2 separate regions of the Mus musculus genome follow, and region 2 is linked to region 1. The links are chromatin contacts, called in public HiChIP or PLAC-seq maps. All regions are on one chromosome and are shown on one strand. Each heading gives the region's core, a stretch centred on a gene start, on an enhancer-like site or on the middle of the called end of the contact. The rest is flanking DNA. Distances are from core to core; before and after follow the strand shown. Region 1 has its middle 150 kb from the start of Gm32727. Region 2 has its middle 18 kb from the start of Nmu.

The links. HiChIP or PLAC-seq counts read pairs in DNA pulled down with a chosen protein or histone mark.
Region 2: a contact with region 1 is called in an HNF4G HiChIP or PLAC-seq map of pancreatic cancer cells. The contact joins two enhancer-like sites. A contact is called at or near these places in 1 of 484 Hi-C or Micro-C datasets (bone marrow-derived macrophages), 1 of 115 datasets of contacts at active chromatin or transcription factors (pancreatic cancer cells) and 1 of 9 other capture datasets (embryonic stem cells).

Annotation. Positions count from the first base shown.
Region 1 is chr5:75,829,317-75,833,620 of GRCm38.p6, forward strand. No RefSeq gene overlaps it. Among named protein-coding and RNA genes, the nearest start is that of Gm32727, 150 kb to the right of the region's middle. Within about 2 kb of position 2,380, at least 62 of the 459 cell types and tissues checked have an H3K27ac peak or open chromatin away from gene starts, as enhancers often do. A contact at or near this core is called in pancreatic cancer cells, where this site is marked.
Region 2 is chr5:76,379,736-76,384,039 of GRCm38.p6, forward strand. No RefSeq gene overlaps it. Among named protein-coding and RNA genes, the nearest start is that of Nmu, 18 kb to the left of the region's middle. Within about 2 kb of position 1,921, at least 8 of the 459 cell types and tissues checked have an H3K27ac peak or open chromatin away from gene starts, as enhancers often do. A contact at or near this core is called in pancreatic cancer cells, where this site is marked.

The DNA.
Region 1 (4,304 bases), core at 1,130-3,629:
TGCTAAAGCAGCAAGTGTTGTTCACTGCTAAGCTACTTCTCCAGCCTGACAGATTTTCCAAATGATATTGGGGATAGCAGAGCATTGGATGCAAATACCTACCCTACACTTAATTACAGCCATGCTCAAAAAGTTCCAGGAAAGAAGATTTGGGGTTTGGTTTGGTTTGGTTTGGTTTGGTTTGGTTTGGTTTGGTTTGGTTTGGTTTGGTTTTGAGACAGGGTCTCAGCTTTGGCTGGCCTTTAATTTACCATGTAGACCAGGCTAGCCTTGAACTCAAAGAAATCAGGCTGCCTCTGCCTCCTGACTGCTGGTATTAAAGATATGTGTTCTCTATAACAGTTTTAAAATATGATATTTAACTTAGTTGCCATGCCTCCCAGTGAGAGGCAGGAGACCTCCCTTTCTGGCCTTCATGACCTCTTTCACGAACAGGTTCTGGCAGCTTCTGTGGCCTGTCATGTGGAACACTTGCCCCTGGGACATGGCTACCATGGGTAAGGCAGTCTTAGCCTGGGGAGCATCCTACATAGATAGGATGGAGGTCCCCAGCTAATAGTTCCACACAGAGCTTCCAGTTTATAGCCAACATGTACGTTCCAAGGCTATCCCAGCTAATGTCCCATGGAATAGAGACAAGTTGCCCCCACCAAGCTATGCCCATCTTGTAGACTTATGAACAGGGTGAAGCTAAGCCGCCAACCTTTGACACAGACTGCCACACAGGCAGAGAGCCCCACCATTGCAATACCCCCAGTCACTCCCTGTTTGCCACTTGGCTGTCTTTGCTGCTCCCTCAACACTCATAAATGTTCTTGTCTGGGAGCCTTGGCACTTGCTCTCGACTTTTGTGTCCAACATACACACCATTGTTTCTCTCTCATTCTCCCTCTCCTTGTACCCCCCCTTCTATCTCCTCCTCTATCTTCCCCTTCCTCTTCCCTTCTACCTTCCCCTCCCCCTCTCTTCCCCTCCTCTCTCTTTCCCCTCCTCCCTACCCCCTGCTTTTGAGTCATTAATCACTCTTATCTTTTCAGGAAGGACTTCCCTCCTAAACTGGCAAACCACAGGTGCTCTCAGCCCCTCCCCCCTTTCACTGGTTTTCTCCAGAGAAGCCGTCAGTGTCTGACACACTGCATGGTTTACTTATTTGGAGAGACCTCAAGTGACAGGAACCATCTGTTTCATCCCCTGCTGAATCTCTGTGTTGAGGACGTGGTCCCTCCTTGACTGATAGACACAGGCTCGCTGCAGATGCAGAGACAGCCTTACTAGTTTGTCCCCTGCCTCCTCCCCATCTCCTCTCCAGGGGGCTGACATCAGGCCTCATGCTTTCTACCTGCCTCCTGGGCTGGAAGTCAGATGCCATCAGGTATTCTCCACACTGACCATGTTCTCCTTGTGCTGGAGACAAGTTCTTTAAATCATATCTTGTGCTCATCTCCACCAGGAGTGATTGTGAAACTTAAGGCTCACACTACCAAGCTTCAGTGTGTGTGTGCGTGTGTGTGTGTGTGTGTGTGTGTGTCTATGTAAGTATCTGAGTGTCTGTGTGTCGTGTGAATGTGAGTGTGTGTGTGTGTGTGTATGTCTGTGTGAGTATGTATGTATGTATGTATGTGTGTGTCTGTGTGTCTGTATGTGTGTGTATGTGTGTATGTATGTGTCTCTGTGTGTGTCTGTGTATGTCTCTATGTATCTCTGTGTGTCTTGTGTGTATTTGTCTCTCTGTGTGTCTGTGTGTGTTTATTTGTGTGTATATGTGTGTAAGTGTATATATGTGTGTTTCTGTGTGTATATGTGTGTGTTTGCCTGTCTGTCTGAGTGTGTATGTGTGTATATCTGTTGTTTTGAGTGTGTGTGTCTGTGTGTATATGTATGTGTCTGTGTGTCTGTGAGTGTGTTGTGCATGTGTCTATGTGTGTGTATATGTGTGTGTTTTTGTATGTGTGTGTCTGTGTGTCTATGTGTATGTGTAGGTATGTGTTTATTTTTGTGTGTATGTCTGTGTGTGTATGTCTGTGTGTATGTGTGTGTATGTGTCTATGTGTGTGTATATATGTGTGTGTGTTTGTGTGTATGTCTGTGTGTGTGTGTATTGTGTATATGTATGTGTATGTCTGTGTGTGTGTGTGTGTGTGTGTGTGTTGAGGATGGGGGCATTATTCACCTGTGTGGTTATATATGGAGACCAGAGGTTGATGTTGAGATATTTCCTCAGTTTCTTGTTCACTTTATGTTCTTAGGCTAGGGTCTCACACTGAATCTAGAGATCACCATTTACAACCCTAGCAGCCCACGAGTCCCCAGAGCCTCCCGGTTACCCCCTTTCCTTGGATTGTAGATGTGTACAGCCATGCCCAGTGTTTACACAGCCTTGAGGATCTGAACCCATTCCTTACACTTGCTCAGCAACCACTTCACCGCTGAGTCATCTCCCCAGCAAGCGCCATTTTTACTAGCAAAAAATAAGAACGTAAATAACGACTGGGCTTGACTTAAATAAAGGAAGCCTTGACTACTGTGTAAAAACAACACCCAAATCCGGACACTTTAAATGTCAATCATTTACTGTGTCCCTGGCTCTGATATGAATGGGGTTGGGGGAGGGGGCCTCAGTGGGGACAGCTTTAGCATCCCATGGTGTCAGCTCCAGCAAATCAATCCAGAGCTGGCATGGGTGCTTGCAAATTTGTGCTTTTAGCATTTAAAGGATCCTCTCCATCTCACCAAACTCTGGCTTTCAAGTGTTAGCAGGCTTTATTCTCAAAACATTTCTGATTGGAAGCTATGAGAACCCATCACTTTCCTCAGGTTGCATAGCCAAGGAAGCAAAGGGTGCCTATAACCCATTGGCAGAGATGCCGCCCCCTTAAGGTGGTCATTTATGACAACTGAAAACTGAATTAATGCAATTATTCATGTGATTTTAAAAACCACATTTTTATTAATTCTTGGAGGACTTCATGCAATGTGCATTGACCACATTTGCCCCCATTATTCTCCTAAGTGCTCTCAGATTCCCCCCTTATCCTCCCACAACCCACTGAGTCCAATCTGTTCTGCTCATACATCATGGGTTCAAGGCCATCTCCTGGAGCTTGGTTGACCCACCAGGACAATCCCCTTGAAAAGACCTGACTGTTCCTCCCCCAGAAACCATCAACCCTCTACGACTCCTCAAGGGTGTGAGCTGACTAATGCCTGCCCACCCAGTGCTGGAATGTTGGCCAGCTTGATCTGGTTCAGGTCTTACATAAGCACCACAGCTGCCCTGTGATCGTGAGTACAACGGCCCTGCCATGTTCAGAAGATGCTGTTTCACTCTGGTTCTCCCCAGCCTTGAGCTCTTACGACTTTCTGCCCACCTCTCTGTGATGGCTCCTGAGCCCTGGGGTGTTGATGGTACAGACAGTTATTGCGGCTGGGATCTCAGCCTGCACGCGCTCTCTGCACTCTGGCCAGTTGTCCTCAGGTGACTTTTACACCTTCTGCATTTGTTCACTGACTAATTCCTTTAGTGAATCAGTAGCTGATTCATCAGTAGCTTCTGCCCAGGGGAAATGTTTATACCTATTCTTGAAAAACTGATGACATATAATTCCTTTAGCAAATAAGTAGGTAAATCAATAAAAAAAAAAATAATCACTAAATTTACAATGGATGAATGTCTTGTTGACTTTTGCCTGGGACAACCCTCAAAGCTTTGCACAACTTTATTTATTTATTTTTATTTTAAAAGCATTTGTAAACATTTATTTAATAGCAATCGGTAGGTCCTTGAGTACCAAGGCACTCATATAAAGAACAACCAAGAGGAGTTGATTCCATCTTTTGTATTACAATCTAATATTTTTTAATTTTACAAAAAAATACTATTAAAATGCAAGTATATCCCATCAGCAAAATGAAGGATTTTCAAGAAAGGATTTATTAATTTTTATTTTATACATATGAATGCTTTGCTTGCATACATGTATGTGCACCACGTGAGTGCCTGGTGTTCGTGGAGGCCAGATGAGGGTATCAGATCCTCTGAAGCTGGGGTTACAGATGGTCGTGAGTCACCATGTGAGCGATAGGAACTGAACCTGGGTCCTCTGAAAGAGTGGCAAGTGCTTTTAACCTATAAGTCACATCTTCAGCTCCAGTTTTCTCCTTTTCATATTTTTACAAAGGTAGATAGATCATGGGCTGATGAGCTGGCTCAGCAGGTAAAGGTGACTGCCACCAAGCTTGACAAAGCTGAGTTCAATCCCTGGCAGCCACATTCATATAAAACAATAAAATATAAAACAAATAAA
Region 2 (4,304 bases), core at 671-3,170, 550 kb after region 1:
TGAGAAGCCCACACCCTTTTCCTGACCAGGATTCTCTTTATCTTTAATAATAATAATAATAATAATAATAATGATGATGATGATGATGATAATAATAATAAACCCTCAACTCCATTGCTTACTGGCTAGTCCTGAAATTCATTTTGTGTCAGAACCATGATTCCCAAGTTCACCTGCGTTGTGGTCTCTAGCACGTCTGTGAGCCAGCTTAGGCTGTTCAAGTGATAGTGCAGAGCTGTGTGCTTGTCCCCTCACTGCTGGTAGTTGGAATCTGTATGTAGAGCAAAGGCAGAGCCAATGGATAAAAAGTCAAAATAAATAGGTATTGTGCTGGCATGACAGATGAGCTTATAATTTCAAAGAGTAGATGAACAGCCCTGTGAGTCCCTTATTTCTACTATAAATCAGGATTGGTTTTAGCAAAGCGAAATGAATACTCACAGCAAGTGATGAGCAGGGCCTGTAGCCTTGGAGTTAGCTGAGTAAACAGAATGACATTGACAGATCTAGTTAATAAGGGAGCCAGCAGATGAGGTTGGAAAGATACACCCCAAAGAAAAAAAATTATATTAAAAAACCTGAGTGGCCATTTGACATGACTGTGCTTACTGTCTCAAGACCTCTTCTGGGTCATCGTGAGGGACTTTTATGGAGAACAAACCAACATAAGGGGAAAACACAAGGAGCCAGGGCCTGGATGGGAACTCGCGGGGATACTTCTGTATTATGCGTTTGATTTCCCTGGCAGTTAGTGCTACGGTAAGGAAGATGCAAGCTTTAAAAATAACCCCTTGCACAGAGTAGGCTTATTTAGCCTTCCCCAGCAAGCGATATCTGAGCACAAAACAGGTAGGGAAAGTGAGGAAGAACAGATTTGACTTAAAAACAATATCAACACGTGTATAAAATGTAGTCAGATTTTTACAAGAGGCCTTTAAAGAGTTCGGGACCAAATTGAGGGGGCATTTATTTCAACGATATTAATCTCCCTCGTCTCTTTTCTTCTCTTTGGTGGTAGGGAGCAAACTTGGGGTCTTGTGCGTGATAAAGAGACTGCTTTATCACTGAACCACAGTCCTCCTCCTTAATATTTCCTAAAAGAATCATTGCGATGTCAGAGGTGGTCTATGCAAAAATACAGAAGCGCAGCTAAGAACAACTGCCGTCAGCAGAATCCATCATGGAAAATTGTCCGGGGGAGAAGCACCCGCCCCCTGACTACAGAAAACCAATGTCCTCATTGAAGCATCACACTCTACTCGTGTGGATGGGACAATTAGCTCACTGAGATATCCCTCCACCCCCACCCCTCCCGTGATTCCACACCCACACCCAACCCCCACCCAGTTGGCCCCTGCACCTTCAAACTGGATGGCAGCACCCACATTAGCAGCACACGTGTAAAACATATGCCAAGGAAAACTTTGCCAAGGTTTACATACAAAGTGGGCCAGCTAGACTCTGAAGAGCCAGCCTCCAGAGAGAGGATGACCAAGACACTCTGTTCCTAAACTGTAATCTGTGAAATGGGATTAACTGTAACATCCAGTCTTGCTGGAAAAAGAACTTATACCCATAGATAAATATTGTCCTTGAAAATCACAGTAAGCATCCTTATGACCTTAAGAAAAAATGACCTGGACAAACCAACCGATTGAGCGAACACATCTAACTTTGGGAGTTTCCCCGAGACGCACTTAATGAATGGCATGTTTATTGAAGCCATACAGTCCGTGGCACACAGATGACTTGATTAACCCTGGAGTCATGTGTTGAGAGATGCATCATTTAGGTAATTTTGCCACAGTGACCAGAATTGTATACCCTTCTGCAGAGACCTGGGGTAGATGACTGTAGTATGGGGCAGCCTGTGCTCTCCTGGCTGGGAAGAATAAACAACCCAAGATTAATCTAGACACAAGACAAACTTACAAGATTGCAATTTGGGGAATGAGAATTAGCAGGCCACTCCTGTGGTGGCACACACACATACACACACACACACACACACACGCACACACATAGCCTGTGACAATAACTTTCTTTTATTTTTTCTTTTTCTAGCAAGTAGATGGCGTTCACTCTAAAATAATACAAGGTATGATATAGTGAATATACAAAGCAGTATTGTTTTATCTGTTATTGTCAGGTATTGCATACTATATGCAACTGTGCAATGCTTTAACACGACAGGCAGGCAGTGGATGTATTTACAAAACCATCCCACTAATGCATGAGTAATATGTTACACTTTACCACAGCTACCACGTCACTAGACTGAAGGAATTTCAGTTCTATATCAACGATGGGACCATTGCCACCTATTTGTTTGCACTGACTAACATATGACTCTGCAGTGAAGTTTGCTCTTATCACAGCATCCAGGACCCGCGGAGGCACACAAATCATAGGATTGTCCTCTCCTGGAGAACAGGGTGGATCTCCATCTGACTTAGGCAAAGAAGGGCTCAGAATGGGGACATGGTGTTAAGATGTGTAAAGAACAGATGTCTTGCAAATCAACTTCTAAAATATTTCTTAGATATCACCATCTACACTAAAACAAACAAACAAACAAACAACCCAACTTTCTAGCATCAGAATTGGAGTCAGGACCTGATTTTCCTGGGGGGGGGGTGTCACCATCTTGCCCATTACATCATTCAGACTTTCCTTCAGAAAGGTGAAAATGCCACGGACTTTGAACTTGGTGGACTGAGACATTGCAGAGCGGCCCCGGGAGTGTGGATAGTGTCCGAGTCAGAGCAGGCAAGGTCCCTTGAGAATCTCTCCTTTCCTTTGCCATGACAGCAAACGCTAACCTGTCTACCCTGTAGGAGCTCCATCTTATCAGCAAGAAACATTGCAAAAGCCGGGCAGTGGTGGTGCACACCTTTGATCCCAGCACTCGTGAGGCAGAGGCAGGAAGATTTCTGAGTTCGAGGCCAGCCTGGTCTACAAAGTGAGTTCCAGGACAGCCAGGGCTACACAGAGAAACCCTGTCTCAAAAAACAAAAACAACAACAACAACAACAAAAAGAAACGATGCAGAGTAGAAGCAGTCTTTTCTTTTTCTCTCTCTCTTCACAGTGTAACGTTTTATGAAATATTCTTTTCATCATGTGGTCTTCACAGGGAAAATAATAAATTCTTCAACTTTCTGAATGTCAAATTCTTTGTGCTGACAGTATTAACTTGGGGTTCTTACAGTTTTCTCCTTTGTGGCTCAAAAGGTAAGAGCACTTGACACCAAGACAGAAAACCTGAGCTTAGTAAAACCCCAGAACCCACATGGAGCTAAGCCACAGGCTGTGCTCAAACCTCCCCATGCTACACCATGGTGAGTGCACACACACACACACACACACACACACACACACACACACACACAAAATAAACATATCCTTAAAGTAATTAGTTAAATGTAATAAATTAGCGCATGTCTTCCTTTTTGTTAAAATAATACAAAGTGAAAACTGAGAGCAACATAAAGCCACTGTCAGCCAGAAGGGAAGAAATTGTTTTGATTAGTTGAAAGGACTAGGAAGACTCCAGCCTACACTTTAGTTCACTGAGGTCTAAATGAGGCATGTCTGGATAGCTACCTCAGCCTTCTCTGTTGACTCAATCCCTTTCCTTATATTTCAGTTTTATCTTGGCATTTTCATCCCAGAAAGCCATTCATCCCTTAGGCTAATAAAGAGAAGCAGATAGAACCGAGTGGTAAGTTATAGGCTATCATAAATGTTTAGCATCACATAAAGCACGCATGCAAAGCAGGAGTGGTTATTCTTGCTTTACAGTGGAGGAGAGCTCAGGGTGTGAGGGGCAGTGACAAGAATTTCAGGCAGGAGAGAAAGAGAGGAGGTTTAAAATGTGGCCGGGTTGTGCTGCTATACAACTGTGAACAATCTGTCTGGGAGAATAGAGGCAGGGCTGCAGAGACCCACTCATGCAAGGCAAAGGGGCCGGTTTGCTCTTCAAAGACAGTAGGATGCTATTTGGAAGGGATGAAGAGAAGCCATTGAAAATTTCAAGTGGGCAGCTGTCAAAGTAAGAGCTGTTTTAGAAGGATAGCTCTAATGCCATGCAGGAAGCTGGGCGGAGGAGACATGAGTGGGAGCTTGGGTACTGTGAGTATTCAAGACTGATTCAGGCTGTGGGTGTGGAGAGGAGATAGAGTTGAGACCCGGTTCAACGAAGATGGTGTTAACGGGAAAGAGGGGGACTGGCACACAGTGTGAGCATTTACCCACCCATGCAGTTACCTCGGTTTGTACCTTATTCTGTGAGCATATGCTCTG